5 separate regions of the Mus musculus genome follow, and all the other regions are linked to region 1. Evidence: chromatin contacts called from public Hi-C and HiChIP or PLAC-seq data. All regions are on one chromosome and are shown on one strand. Each heading gives the region's core, a stretch centred on a gene start, on an enhancer-like site or on the middle of the called end of the contact. The rest is flanking DNA. Distances are from core to core; before and after follow the strand shown. Region 1 holds the start of Stmn2 (stathmin-like 2). Region 2 has its middle 52 kb from the start of 1700010I02Rik. Region 3 holds the start of Tpd52 (tumor protein D52). Region 4 has its middle 170 kb from the start of 1700010I02Rik. Region 5 has its middle 210 kb from the start of 1700010I02Rik.

Region 1 (2,854 bases), core at 120-2,619:
TGACCCACAAAATTGAAATTGCACGAGGCTCATCTTAAAGACCTTGACCTCTTTTGCTTTATGTCACCCTTACACATCTTTATCTGTATTATTTTCTGTATACCCTTCTAGGTTCCCTAATTGCCCCCTCCCCTCCCCCCGAAATGACCCAAGGAGTTCAGAATAGCTCCCCCACCCCCTGCTTCTTTCCCTTTTTTGATTTTTTTTTTGCCACTATGTTTAAATATCCTATTTAATGTGGTTCTGAAAAATATGTTAACGAAGAACAATGAGGCCAGGGTGGAGCGGCTGAGGTTAGCGGTCAGGTCAGGCACGCAGGCTGCTAATGAGTGAGTGGGGCGTGGCGGGGCTCTGCCGTTCCCGCAGGGTTGGGTTTTTCAGTGTTGTGCTGAGCTCCCCATTAGGCCCCCATTCTACTGAGGGTGTGGAGCTGGGTCCGGGTGGGGACAGCTTGACTCTGCACAGGGTGGGGCTGTCCGCATAGTATGCCCAGCGCTGCAGGTGCCCCCCCCCACACTCCCACCATTGCTTCACACACAAAGAAACCCCACCCCGGCGCCTTGGGAAGCCAGGTCCCTTTACCCCTCCCTGCCGCGCACGCTCTCCCGCCCCTGCAGCTGCCCACCCGCGCCCTCCACGCCCTCCTCCTGTTTCCCCTCCCTCTTCCTAAAACAAAGGAGCTAAGGTCCTACCCCACCCCTCCGGCCGCCTTACCTCCCCGCACCGCGCCCCAAGACTAGTGGTTTTTCCAAGATAGACAATACCATTAAATGTGCCCACTCCCCTCCCCCGTTCCCACTCCTCTCTCAAACCTCCAGGATGGGACCGCTTTGACTTTGCATTTTCTCTTTTATTCCAACATCACTCCCTTCCTGTCCCTATTATCTTTTTAAACTACAGAATAAATATAGGACGTTCAAAACCACTTTCCGAAATGTCCCTTCACCTCACTAAAGGCAAATCGTTAAGGTAGCCCCCTCCCCTCTGATGGACACTTTAGTTTTAAATATGGAAGCAGAATAAAATTCCTACCCATTGGAGGAAAACTTACCTGCTTCTATCTTTTAAAAAGAAACCATTTACTTTAGTTTTTCAAAGACACCCTTCCCCCTTTGGTCTCTTAGAGCTCCCTCCAACCTTTCCCGGTTCCTGTCATGAATGTCTTTCCCTTTATAAAATATCTTTTAATGTCTTTAGAGATCCGAGAGAGAAAGGGAGAGATTGGCTCCAGATAGAGCCCGTGGGGAGCAAAACGCGATTCTTACCCATTGCTGTTTTAGCCATTGTAGGGATGTGCACGCACGGAGTGGTGGCGAAGGCAAAGGAGAAGGGTCCAGCTGTAGCCGCGGAGAGAGCGAGAGAGGAGTCTGAGTAAGGCACTGAGTCTGCAGAGTGGGACCGTGCTAGAGAAAGAGCAAGAGGCAGGAGCCCATGAATAATTATCACGCAGAAGCTCAAGCAGATTGGCTCTCAGGGTCCCCTGACATGACTCCCGCAGAGTGAGAATCTCCAAGCATTAAATATTGATCGGCCAATGGTGCTGGAGTACAAAGTACCAGAATGCAGTTTGAAATGGAAATCAGTCCTTGTCTGGAAGCTCCCCCCCATTTTGGAGCCCAATAGTACAGTCCAAGTGGAGTGGTGCCTTAGCCTGGAAGCCTCCTTGGAGCTAAGGACTGGGCTGTGCTTACCTGTACCCAGGAGGCTATACTTTGCTCAAACATGTGTCATTGCATAGATTGGCACAGAGAAGGAATAGACTCAGGGGCCTGAGAACCCACCCCAGTGTGCTGAGTTTTGGAAAAATCTGTTTAAAGCTTGTGTTACCAGTGTTTCTTATTTTCTCTTTTACCTTTGGCCCTGCCCTTGGTGAATCCTGGCCTCCCTAATATATGATGGAATTCCCAAACCAACCCATGTCTGGCTGTGGTGGCAGCTCAGAAATGGCCTGGGCTACTGGTCTTTCTTTCTAGCATAGCTGGGCTCCAGAGTGCATGATCTCAGGAGGGTCTTATAACAGAGGGAGGGTGGCTGTCTTTTCCTCCCTTTAGCATAGAGGAGAGGACTGTTGGCTACCTGGGCAGAGATGTAAGTTCCATCTAAGGACATGATGCAAGAAAGCACACGAACTTGGACAAGGAGTGATTTTTCCTGCATTCACAGTCAGATTAAGCACTATGAAGTGCAATGAACTTTGAAACATTATAAACAAGGTATTCACTCATTCACTCATTCATTCGTTCACTTCAAAAAACATTTAGCAAATGTCCATTCTTTCTCAATTCCTATATTTTCTGAGCATGTGCAGAGCACTGGAGACACAGCATCAGGGATACTTTTTGGACCTGTGTTCATGGAACTTTTGATGTGCAGGATTGAACTCTACTGTACTGACATTGTATCAGCCTAAACTCATGTAGGAATTGTGGTTGAGATTTAAAAATAGCAAGAAAGAGATACTTCCATCTCAGAGATGAAAAAAAATAAAAAAAAGAACATCGTTGCAGTGTGAACATGAATGAAACACTCTTTAACTTTAAAGGTATCAAAAATTAAGATTTTGCCCATTGGTAAATTGTTTGGTAGTTACTAGGTTACACTTAAAAAAAAATTTTTTTTTTAAGTATCCTGAACAGAAAAGCAGAAGCGCTGTCCGTGGTGCTGAAATGGCTCTGCACTTCCGGTTACTTTGTAAAGCGTCTTCACACTCTGGATGACTTGCTGACTGGCAGGAAGCTACTGGGATGGGAGCATTCCTGACCTGCTGAATCACAGGGAAAAAAAAAATAAAATGAAGATCAATACAATTATTTCTTGAGCAGGAAGATGAGAAATTATTTCTGTCATCGAACAG
Region 2 (2,854 bases), core at 146-2,645, 500 kb after region 1:
AAGAGGTTCAAAACTCCCATTTTCCATGAACCTTTCTTTTCCCATATCCTCTTGTAGGTGGGATAGAAGGTAGTTTGAAGTGTTAAAGAACCATAATTAAAGTAGGCTTTGTGTTTGGGACTGATAGTCTAAGTTCCAGAGAAATAGCTAGGTACTTCCACTATATGAGAACACAGGTAAAGGCATCATATACAATCTAGTTCTTATCAGACACTGAATCTGAGAATATCTTGAACCTTGCCTTCTCAACCTTGGGAACTAGGAAACAGGTTTTTGTTGTTTATAAGCTATGCAGGTTATAGAATTTCTCTGTGGCAGCTCAAATAGCCTAAAGTTTGTCAGAACACCAAAGCTCTAGCCATAGCTTTTTTTTCTGGGAATTACAGTCTTACGTTACTAGATTTCAGAGACATCCATATATTAACATTTACTAAGTATCTATTATAGAGAGAATGTCTTATGTATTGTAAGAATACATCACTTGTCTTTTATTTTTTCTTTGCTTTGTTTTTTATTGGTTATTTTAATTATTTACACTTCAAATGTAAATAATTACATTTCCCAGGTACCCCTCTACAAACCCCATACACCCTCCCCCATATCTCCTGCTTCTTTGAGGGTGCTCCCCCACCCATCTACCTACTCCTGTCTCGGGGCCCAACCATTGTCCTATGTTGGGTTATTGAGCCTTCAGAGGACCAAGGGACTCCCCTCTCACTGATGTCAGCTAAGGTAAACAATTCTCTGTTACATACACAGCTGGAGCCATGTGTCCCTCCATGTGCACTCTTTGGTTGGTAGCTCCCTGGGAGCTTTGAGGGAGTCTGGTTGGTTAATATTGTATTTCTTCCTATTGGGATGCAAACCCCTTCAGCTCCTTCAGTCCTTCCCCTAACTCCTCCATTGAGGTCCTTGTGCTCAGTTTCGTGATTTGCTGCTCAGAGCCACATTAGTTTGGCTCTGGCACAGACTCTCAGGGGACAGCTATACCACGCTCCTGTCAGCAAATGTTTCTTGGCATCAGCCATAGTGTCTGGGTTTGGTGTCTGCAGATGAGATAAATCCCTAGGTGGAGCAGTCTCTGGATGGCTTTTACTTCAGTGTTGCGTCTGGCCAGCAGCTCACATGCCTGGGTTCTAGTCTGGAAAGGCATCTTGGAAACCTGGAAGAGAAGAAGGGGGGCTAGGCAGCACGAGAGAAAGACAGAACCAAGACAATCAGTCTGATCAAGGTTTGATTTTACCATTTCCGACACTGGGTTATGAAACAGGGGAAGGGGGCCAATTCCCCGCCAAATCATCCTGGAGTAAAGTTTCAAGTGACCACGTGATAGCTCCGAACAGCTAGGCAGCGGGCAGTAGAAGTGGGCGTGACAGGGTGGCAGGCCCCACCCTGATGCTTTCTTTGTGCTAACAGTGAAACTTGATCAGCCAGGTTTCAGGCTGGGGAGGGGGGTTACATCTCCTCCCTGTTGTTAATATAAAAAAGAAAAGGCTGGCCTGAGGCATAAAATTTATTTATACTCTATAGTTCTGCCTGAATTTTAGGACCTAAAGAAGAAACCTGTCTCAGTGGGATTTCTTAACTTTTCTTAAGGTAAACCATATCTGGATAAGACTGTCCTAGTAAACATCTAGCAGACTAGCCCTGATCTGTTGGCTCGGTCTTTTTTATAATGCTAATTAGTTACTGAATAGGTAACTTCCTAGTTGAATTCTAAGTAATCAGTTACTCAGTCTTTCTTGGACTTTGGAACACTGGCTTAACTATGTCAAGATTCAAATTTAAAAGGCACTATAGTAACATAACTGTAAAGGAGAGCACATGGATCCATACACCAGACAAACTCGGGGATAGGGTAAGAGTGTGCGGGTTAATGAGAACGCCAAGGCTCCAGGAGGTGAGCTTCTGTGAAACTCTTGCCTCACGAGTGCTTTCTAGGCTTCTTAGCCTGTCAAGCAGACTTCACCGGAGTATGCGTGGCATTCCCCCTGTACTTTTATTATTTAGCTGAAGTTCTAGGATGTCCCGCCTCGTCGTAGCTACAGATTTTAGGAGTGCTCTAAAGATGAGTGGAAACACAATGATTACTAATAAAATAGTGCCAATAATTATAGCAAATAGGATTATATATTGAACCCAATCTAGGGGATTCAATGTATTTAGGTTATTTTTAAATCTATGGCCAATTCATCAATGTTCCAAGTGTCCAAGTGACTATTGCTAATATCTGAAATTTCTGCCTTTTTAGCTCTAATAGAAAACCTAAATCTCAAATCAGACCTAAAGCCACAACATATGCAGGAATGTCTTTAGAATGAAAATAGCAGCTGCCACCTGAATGCTCTTGGGGGCGGGGATGTACGAATACTGCAGTCAGGCTGAAGGTGTTGATTGACCTGCTTGAAAGACAAAATCTTAGACAGTGAGAGTAACATCACAAAGCTTCTTTTGGGGAAGTCCAGGTACTTTATTCAGTTGCAAATTAGCAAGGCTCAAGCTCAGTCTCCAGGCTGGTTTTAGAATTAGTGAAAAGGCCAGAGATTCTCTGGAAGTGGGGGCTGTGCTCAGAATTAACTTTGCTAGACAATTAAGAATATTAGTTATCTACAATAGGAATCTCTAATATTGGGCTAAATATTAGACCAGCCTAAGATTGAGTTAGAAATTTTTTAAAATTTATTGGATATTCTATTTATTTACATTTCAAATGTTACCATATTTCTCAGCTTCCCTTCTGAAAGTCCCCTACCCCATCCTCCCTACCCTGCTTCTATGAGGGTGCTCACCTACCCACCCACCGACTCCTACTTCCCCACCCTGGCATTCTCCTACACTGGGAGATCCTTCACAG
Region 3 (2,854 bases), core at 220-2,719, 450 kb before region 1:
TCGTAACTGCCAAAATCTTGTTGTCTTTAAGGAGGAAACTATAAATATTTTTGTTAAAAATAAATTCTCAAAAAGTTTAAATTAGACAAAGGCATTCCCTAGAGTACACACGACTACCTAAAAAGAACAGAAACGAGAATCAGTCATAAATTGAGATGAATATGGATCATCTTAGAGATTTTGAAGACTAGTCATACACTGGAATTTCTGCTCATCATTAAAATGGTTTGCTTTTGGGGGCTGGAGAGATGGCCCTGGGTTAAGATTGTTTACTGCTCTTACAGAGGACCCAGGTTCAGTTCCCTGACTTCATATAGTGCGTCATAACTGCGTGTTGGTCCTAGGGGATTCTGTCAACCTGTTCTGACTCCTACTGACATGAACTCGAGCCCACACAAACAACACAATAGAAAGCTCAGGCCTTACATTTCAGAGACTATAAATAGATTCCAGAGATTATGTATTGTTTTTGTGTTTTTGAGATGGGGTCTCTCATTGAAGTCCCAGCTAGCTTCATGGCAATCCCCCTGTCTCAGGTTTCTGAGTAATGTGATTATGGCATGAGCCACCATGCCTGGCTTGACCTATTTCCTCCTTTTAACTTAGTTCCACCAAGGGCCTGCAAGCGCTGTTGGGTCACAGCAATAGCCATGGAGAGAGCATGAGCAGGGTCTCTGGAGGCCTGGGATGGAGGAAGTGGACTTGGTGATTGTAAAGTTTTACCAGCCAGCTCCCTTTCTGCCTGGAGGGTGTGCCAAAGAAACAAGTTCTTTGTAGAGCCCTGAGGGCATGCCTGACTTTGCTTAAACAAAGGAGCTGAAACACCCCCTGCCCCCAGCTGTGGGAGTTTCAGCCCCCCCACCCCCCACCCCGGAAGCGGTGGGAGCTGCCTGCACCTTCCAGCTACTTCCTATGAAAACCTCATTCTTCCAAAGAGTCAGTTTAAAATTGTTTGACAGTTATTCAGATTCTGCTTTAGAAAAAAAAAAAAGGATGATGGGTCTAGCTTTATTTTTGTATTAGGTTCTGCTTAAAAGGCTGCTTGCTAAACACGGGATGCCAAGCTCTCAGAATCCTGTATAATATAGGGTGCAAGAAAAGTATCACCCAGATGGCATTTTCGGGGAGATTACTGACAGATAATCCTCTCTTGTCCTAGAAGATTAAGTCTGCCCCGCCGACGATGTGGTCAGATGACCGGTCTAAAAAAGTTGTATTTTAAACAATATTCCTGCTAGTGTCTAGTGTTTGTACAACTGAATGGGGCTCCAGAGTGGGGGGCCTCCTTTGTGTACAGAGGGAAGGCCACTCCCTCTGCCCCGGTTATTCTTTGTTCAGTGAATTAGCGACAGGTGGTGACTAGGGCCCTCCTAAGGGAGGAGTCACTACAGACCTGCTCGTGGGAGCCGGAGCCACGCCGGGGCCGGAGCTGGGCGGGGCTTTAAGCCCGGTTCCTCTGGGCCGGAGCTGGGCGGGGCTTTAAGCCCGGTTCCTCTGGGCCGGAGCTGGGCGGGGCTTTAAGCCCGGTTCCTCTTCTCACCTGGGCTGCACAGGTCAGCCGGATCTCCCTCAGCCCGGGGCTCCCAGGCTGCCGCAGCGCCATGCTCGCCTTGCTCGCTGCCTTCAGCTAGCATGGAGTGCAGAGATATGGAGTTGGCTGATGATTACCAATCCCCCTTTGATTTTGATTCTGGAGTGAACAAGAACTACCTCTACCTCTCTCCAAGCGGGAACACCTCGCCGCCTGGTTCACCTACACAGAACGTTGGTAACTATTTGTGTAGTGAGTTCCCTCTGCTGTGTTCTTCAACATGGGAAGTTATTTTTGGTTGTTAACTGTTTAGAGTGGGACAATGAATTTTAAAGTTGGCACCGTCTGTTTCTATGCTCCTTAGAGGTCTGTGGATGTGCGGTGATGGTGAATGACACGGAGGGTCTTGGGGTCAAATAGTGGGTACAGTTTTAAAATCTGCCTAGGCAGTGTCTTAGTAAAGGATGCTTAGGCATTCAAAACCGTTCACCACACTCAAGGGCCTGGTGAGTGTGCTACAATAACACCACAAGTATCAAGGTGAAGATAGGCTTGGGTTTTCCCTTGGGAGACCAAAAGCCATGTAGACAAATAGCTATGTACACCTCACAGTTTCCAAAAGGGAAAATGAAAAACCACCACACCTTTGGAAGCAGCTGTTTCTTCCCATGTGGGACACGGATTTGTTCACAAGGCGGAAACCAGGCTGTGACAGTCTGAATTGATCCCCACATAGGGTCCAGCAGAAGTGGGGACAGCCTCCTTCCCAGCTTGCAGGAAGGATCCTATTGCTTGCCAAGAAGAGGAGATGGCTTAATGAACTCCTCTGTCAGAGTCAAGGAAGCAACTTGGCTTTCCCAGAAGAAGTTAATTATTTCCTTACTGTGGAGAATTGGTTACGTTTTGTTCTTTTTAAACAGTAGAGCTTGGGAAACCTAGAAGACAGTGAAGGACAGACTGTGGCACCTCTGATCCAAGCTGCTGGGGGTTTGGACGTTTGCAGGGCACAGGTGTGTGCTAACACAGCATGCTTCAGTGCTTGGTTATAGCAGCCACCTTTGAGGTATAGTCTGGATTTTCAGAAACCCACATATGTTGATAGTTTCAGGCTAACACTGCCCTCTAGAAGTTGGAAGCTGTTAGTAATGTCTGTGGGAGACAGGGCATGGGAAAAGCATTTTTCTTCTCATTTTCACACTTCCCTTGCCTGTGACCCATGTGGGATCTCTGGGCTTCCCCGTTACCCAGCACTTAAGAGGGGGGATGACCTAGTTCTAACTTGTGGGCTTGTGAATCAGAGCAGGGCTCACAGTGGGGACGGTG
Region 4 (2,854 bases), core at 103-2,602, 390 kb after region 1:
ACACATAGGGATAGAAATTGGCTAGGGGTACTGAAGGGGTTCACAAGAAGGAGGGTTAGGGTAACCCAATCACAAAAGAACACATATGGTATATACTCAATGATAAGTGGCTATTAGCCCAGAAGCTCAGAATCCTTAGAGGGGGAACAAAATAGGCATGGATGGAGTTACAGAAGGAGGGAATCGGGGTGTTATACCATGATTTACTTAGTTATTTCCATGGGAAGGGGGGGGCAGAAAATGAGCAAAATTCACACTTGAAGACACGCAACACCCACTTCAGTGAAGTATGCGTGACACGCCTAAAAGCCTAGATGCAGTCCCGAGGCAAAGAGTTTCACAGAAACTTAGCCTCCTGGAACCTTGGCATTCCCATAGCACATATGCTCCAAACCTGTCCCCGTGTTAGTCAGGTGTATGGATCTGTCTGCTCTCTTTCAGTATTATTTTATTGTAAGTGCCTTTAAAAATTGATTTTGACATATAGCTAAGTTAGATTAGCTTCTACCAGTGTTCCAATGTCTTAGGCAGTCCTTGAGCTGACCCTAAGCTTGGAATTCAGTAAGAATGTTACCTATTCAGTAACATTCAAATTTACCTCTAATAGAGACAGTGAAAGTAATCAGGCATTACAATTTACTTGAGTAGAGCTAGAAATCTCAGGGCTAGTCTACATATTAAATACTTAGAACAATAGCCAAGTCACTCCCATACACAGGAATTTACAATGGCCTAGGAAGAAGGTGGGTTGTGGTTTTAGGAACAACTAAAGGATTGTATTATTCATGAAAGGGTTAGTAGAACGGAATTCCCCTGTTGCATGTTTTTTTCACTAGGCCCAGAGGAATAGCACAATTAGGTATTTACTAAGGGACCCCTGGTGGTGGATTTAACAATAGACTAGCATTGCATCAGACCATTCACCTGGCTCCTGTGTTTAGCTGATTTTAGATAAGGGCTGTTCCTATCTCAGTTGTAAACACTGCCTGGCTCCCCCAGATTTTTATTGTATGCATTTTCTTTGTTTTGTGTAAAGAACCATTATGCATCTCGATGTACCTTGGTGGATGTATTCTCCTAGCTTAGTTGTTTTTCTTCTGTATTATAAGACTGGCGCTCACTATGAAACATTACATTCAGGTACAACACTCCCTTGTGTCTGTGTCTGTTTGCCACCTTTTTGCTGACTCCCTGCCTACTTGTACTGGGACCCTGATTTCTCCTGCGGATTGAGGGGACCGACTGAGGCCAGTCCACAGCAAAGATGTGCTACAGAGCAGGAACCAGACTCAGAGACTGGACTTGGAGGAATAGAGGGAGAACTGAAAATAGGCTGCTAGCCTACTGGCTTGCTTCCCTGGGGAGAGCATTCTGTGGGTTTCTTAGTAGTAACTGCCAGAGTTGGGCCTGGGAGAAAGCACTAGGTGGGGAAAGGAAGCTTGGAGGGGAAGGTCTGTGTAAGTCACTGAAGACTGGTGCTAGTGGAGAAGGGAGGACGCTCTGCTTCACAGCTGGGGATAAGACTTAGGGATTGGATTTGGAGGAGCAGAGGAGGAAGTAAAGATTTGTACTTAGACTTCCTCCGTCCCTGGGCAGAGTGGCCTATGGGTTCTTGGGACCTGCTGGATTGGGGGATGAAGGTTCCTGGGATAATGAAATGAGTTGGGGGAGAGAGGCTAGGAGGGTTCGACCATTGGGATGTGCTAGAGATAGGAAGAGGCTGCTCAGGTTTTCTGCTGTAGATCTGGGGATAAGACTGGGGCATTACATCTGGAAAAGCAGAGGAGAGGTTGAGATCTACAGTGTATCTGTTTCTCTAACAGGAGTGGCTTATCCCTTCCACGATTTAAATTTTAGTTTTTAAATGAACATTGGCTGCATGAATTTTCTATAGGAAATGACATTTTCCTTGAATTAAAAAAAGATGTCTGAATATTTTAATGTGTGGTAGAATTGATCTTTAAGATTTTGTGTCTCCTACTTAGTGAAAAAATGTATACATAAAGTTTTACTCATCAATTCACATTTAATTTTCATCTAAATGACAAAATGTGTAGGTGGCTGAACAGACAGTTAAATGAATTGCATAAGAGACAAAATGTCGACACTTACATTCTAATACTTTCCAGAAGATGGTCAATGAGTTAATGCCCAAGAAGCAAAAAGAATATTTAAGTATGTCTACACTCCATAGTTCTAGGGGTTTATTTTGAAACCAATTGATATGTAGCTAAGGTTTCATTAAATAGCAAAGTTACTAAAGCTGCTTCAAGTTCATCTATCACAAAGCCCCTGCCCGCAAAGTATTTTTTTCCTCTAATGCAGATACATGTGACTTTTTTGAACTGCTTATCAAGAATTTGAATAACTGTAATGTGCATTCTCTCTTCTTTCTGAGCATAGCTAGGTCCTTCCTTGTAGATATCTCTGTGGAAGACTATTTAGAACTGAGATGATACAAATATTGGCTCTAGTCACAATAACTTTAGTCTTAGATGATAACTATACAAGTGATAATAGCAATAACAGTTTGTATCTGTTGGTCCATTCTACTATAGCCACTGTGCTGAGGTGTTTTCTGTGCTCAGTTGTTGTCTGTACCACAGTAAGCTAGAAACAGAAACAATATGACTGTTAGGTGTGATTTATCAAACTATGCATTCATTTTATTTAATTTATCGTGATATTCTTCTATATAAGAATTCTATACAGTTCTTAGATTATAAGATACCAGAAGGTCAGGTTACCTGGTCTAGTATTGGATGAGGGAAAAGGACCGGATCCCTGAAGGCCAGGAGAAAGAATGGAAATAGGCAACCTCAGGAAATAGGAGGTTGGTGAGGGGCTCCAGAAT
Region 5 (2,854 bases), core at 147-2,646, 350 kb after region 1:
TGCCTAAGTTACCGCCCCCACAGCCCCCACAAGAGAAGCATGGCTAGAAGTCATGTAGGCAAAGTCCCAAGTTTTTGACCTTCAGGCTAAACTCCTCCCCACTTACCTAGCAACAGTAAAGACAATAAAAGAGGGCTGTTAGGCCCCTCCTCACCTCTCTTTTACCCTTTTCACCCTCTCACTCCTCTCTCTTTGTCTTCTCTCCTCTCTCACTCTTCTCTCTTTCCTTTGCTCTCTTACCTCTCACTTCTCTCACTTCTGTCTCCTCTTTCTCTCCTCTCCTCTCCTCTCCTCTCCTCTCCTCTCCTCTCCTCTCCTCTCCTCTCCTCTCCTCTCCTCTCCTCTCCTCTCCTCTCCTCTCCTCTCTCCCTCTTACTCTCTGCCTTTCTAGCCTTTTCCCTCCTCTCTCCTTTCTCTCTTTCTCCCTGCCTTTCTACAATAAAGCTCTAAAATCATACTCCCTGCCTTTCTACAATAAAGCTCTAAAACCATAGACAGTCTCTGTTCATCAAGATCTGCTGTGCTCACTCTCACTGGTGTGGGAACCTCTCTTCCCTCTTCCCACTCTCCCATAACTCCGGGGCTTTAGGGAGTAGCCCCAGGGCTCCCAGGCTGGGATCCCCTTGTCCACCCCTGGAAGAGTGGGTCAGAGACTTGGGTGCCCACCTGGGGCTGAGTGGAAAGCGTGTGTCAGCCCTCCCATGCCTGCCTGTCCAGAGCATAGGTAGTACTCTGGTGGGGCGTGGGTCCTTCCTTCCCCCTCTTCCCCCGGACCCCTTTTTAGTTCCCACACATGCTCACCATCTAAAAACAAATTGATTCTTTGGCAGCATTGGTACTTTAGAACTCATGGAGACCAGATGCCCTGACTGCTAAAGAAGGTGGTCTTTGTTGCCTGTTTTTCCAAGAAGAATGCTGTTTCTACATTAACTAATCTGGGAAAAGAAGAAATAAAATCCAACAGGTACAGTCAGACATCCAGAATCATAGAGAATGTGAGGCCTCCAATTCCTGGATTTTCAAAAACCCTATATGGAAGTGGATACTCCCCTTTGTTATGTCTTTTCTCTTCATTTTCCTGGCATTACTATTTTCCCCTGCCTCATTAATATTGTTTCCACATTCCTTCAAGGACAAATTCAAAAACATCTCTAACCAAACAATTAATCATTTACTTTTACAGGATTGCCAGCTGCTGTCCACAGAGAAGCCTGAAGTGAGTGATTACCAAGTGGACCCCAATGCTGATGCCACTATTCTCATCTCCCCCTTTCCCCCCTTCTCTTTATGTTAAAAATGGAAGTATGTTGGCATCAGAAGCTATTTACAGTCTCTGAATCCAGCGATGACATCACCTCTTGGCAACAAAGACTCTCTTGTGACTGTTGCCATGGCAATCACCAAACATTCCCAACATGCACTTCACCTGCACACCTCATCTATGCATAGGGGTGAGCATGATTACATTACAGCTTGAATAAAAGGCAGAGACCTCAACCCTTCACCCCTTCTTCCTTGCCTCCTTATTCCTCTTCCTCACTTTCCTGCAAAAGACCTCTTTTCATTGGTACTGGCCTGGTCCGATCTGTCTGGATATGAGCTGCCTTCTAACACAACAGCATCAACTTTTGGATTAAACACATTTATACATATACATGTTTAGATACCCATACTGTACCCACACACTTGCAATCATATAATCACAGATACATACGTGCACTACACACATACATGCACATGCATACACAAACAAACACATGCATATGTGCAGACACGTGCACATACACACATGCAAACATAGCCCCCACCCTAGACATACTTAGTAGACATGTAGGTAAAATGAGCAAAACAAGACAAATTTTTGTTTCTGCTTATTCTGTCATCATGCAAGTGTACACCTCAGTTGTACTCCTCCATTCTGTGTGTATCCAAGACTTTTCAGTCAACATGAACAAGGATTTAGATATTTAATTAAACATAGATCATGGAAGGTGGCAAAGGCATAAAAGCAGAGACTAGAAATAAAAAGGATTAGGGAAAAATATCCAGGAATATCTCCTAGGTCTCTCAGACTGTAGGGGATATTAAACAAGGAATGTAGCCTGGTGTGTTTAGTGACTGCTGTTTCTACAAATAACTCCTAATCTTATCAGAAATTGGAAATGCCCCACCCCATCTCACTGGCGAGCTATTTCTCCCGATACTAGTTTATAAGTAGAATAAACAGTATTGGGATTATGTTCGTCCATTAGCTCTACCATGAAGAAATGGCTGGGGAAGACATTGGAAGGACTTTGTGATAATAACCAAGAACTAGCTAAACAGTATTTATGCATACTGTTATGAAGTTTCTAGACATCAATAGTTTATTACTACTTTTCCTGCCTGGAGGAGAAAGAGTTGCATTGGCCAGAGTACATTTGTAGAAAAACCACAGAAAAGAAAATTGCATATGTGTACTTTCTTGGTGTCTTCATAATTGGTCTGGGAGCTGAATGGTTCTGGTGACTTTCCATTAACAGTGCTTGACTTTCCATGGAGAATGCTTAGCAAAATAAGAAAAAAAAAAAAACAACAAAAAAAAACTAGTATCTTCTCCATCAGAAGTAGCATACACAATGTGACTAATATATGTTACATTTAATTCTCTTTTACTGTGAATTTTAATAGCTTAGATCATACTGTAGTATGTATAAAAATTTCTGATTGTATGAATATGCTCATATGTGCAGCTACTTATCTATGTTTTCATATCTTTATTAACAATATAATTTTAATAATGTTTTTCACTTTTGTCAAACCATATTATTATATTTAAAGCATTTTAGGTATTATTATAATTGTCCTAAATTAT

The links. A called contact is a pair of places that touch in the nucleus more often than the background predicts. HiChIP or PLAC-seq counts read pairs in DNA pulled down with a chosen protein or histone mark.
Region 2: a contact with region 1 is called in an H3K27ac HiChIP or PLAC-seq map of embryonic stem cells, with 5 times the contacts expected there. The contact joins the enhancer-like site here to the promoter of Stmn2 in region 1. A contact is called at or near these places in 4 of 39 promoter capture datasets (the 3T3-L1 cell line and embryonic stem cells), 5 of 484 Hi-C or Micro-C datasets (all in embryonic stem cells), 11 of 115 datasets of contacts at active chromatin or transcription factors (all in embryonic stem cells) and 1 of 9 other capture datasets (embryonic stem cells).
Region 3: an H3K4me3 HiChIP or PLAC-seq map of forebrain shows a contact between it and region 1, with 4 times the contacts expected there. The contact joins the promoter of Tpd52 here to the promoter of Stmn2 in region 1. A contact is called at or near these places in 2 of 115 datasets of contacts at active chromatin or transcription factors (embryonic midbrain and forebrain).
Region 4: an H3K27ac HiChIP or PLAC-seq map of embryonic stem cells shows a contact between it and region 1, with 8 times the contacts expected there. The contact joins the enhancer-like site here to the promoter of Stmn2 in region 1. A contact is called at or near these places in 2 of 39 promoter capture datasets (both in the 3T3-L1 cell line), 4 of 484 Hi-C or Micro-C datasets (the N1E-115 cell line, cerebellum, embryonic stem cells and 1 more) and 3 of 115 datasets of contacts at active chromatin or transcription factors (all in embryonic stem cells).
Region 5: a contact with region 1 is called in a Hi-C map of olfactory sensory neurons, with 2.7 times the contacts expected there. The contact joins the enhancer-like site here to the promoter of Stmn2 in region 1. A contact is called at or near these places in 2 of 39 promoter capture datasets (the 3T3-L1 cell line and embryonic stem cells), 1 of 484 Hi-C or Micro-C datasets (olfactory sensory neurons) and 1 of 9 other capture datasets (adipose tissue).

The regions. Positions count from the first base shown.
Region 1 is chr3:8,508,042-8,510,895 of GRCm38.p6, reverse strand. It overlaps Stmn2 (stathmin-like 2), which reads right to left and starts at 1,369. Exons shown (of 5, transcript NM_025285.2): 1 at 1,266-1,369. The coding sequence starts at 1,284.
Region 2 is chr3:8,005,377-8,008,230 of GRCm38.p6, reverse strand. No RefSeq gene overlaps it. Among named protein-coding and RNA genes, the nearest start is that of 1700010I02Rik, 52 kb to the right of the region's middle. Within about 2 kb of position 1,395, at least 22 of the 459 cell types and tissues checked have an H3K27ac peak or open chromatin away from gene starts, as enhancers often do. A contact at or near this core is called in embryonic stem cells, where this site is marked.
Region 3 is chr3:8,962,761-8,965,614 of GRCm38.p6, reverse strand. Tpd52 (tumor protein D52) reads left to right here and starts at 1,469. Exons shown (of 6, transcript NM_001025262.2): 1 at 1,469-1,768. The coding sequence starts at 1,633.
Region 4 is chr3:8,121,834-8,124,687 of GRCm38.p6, reverse strand. No RefSeq gene overlaps it. Among named protein-coding and RNA genes, the nearest start is that of 1700010I02Rik, 170 kb to the right of the region's middle. Within about 2 kb of position 1,352, at least 22 of the 459 cell types and tissues checked have an H3K27ac peak or open chromatin away from gene starts, as enhancers often do. A contact at or near this core is called in embryonic stem cells, where this site is marked.
Region 5 is chr3:8,161,058-8,163,911 of GRCm38.p6, reverse strand. No RefSeq gene overlaps it. Among named protein-coding and RNA genes, the nearest start is that of 1700010I02Rik, 210 kb to the right of the region's middle. Within about 2 kb of position 1,396, at least 20 of the 459 cell types and tissues checked have an H3K27ac peak or open chromatin away from gene starts, as enhancers often do. A contact at or near this core is called in olfactory sensory neurons, where this site is marked.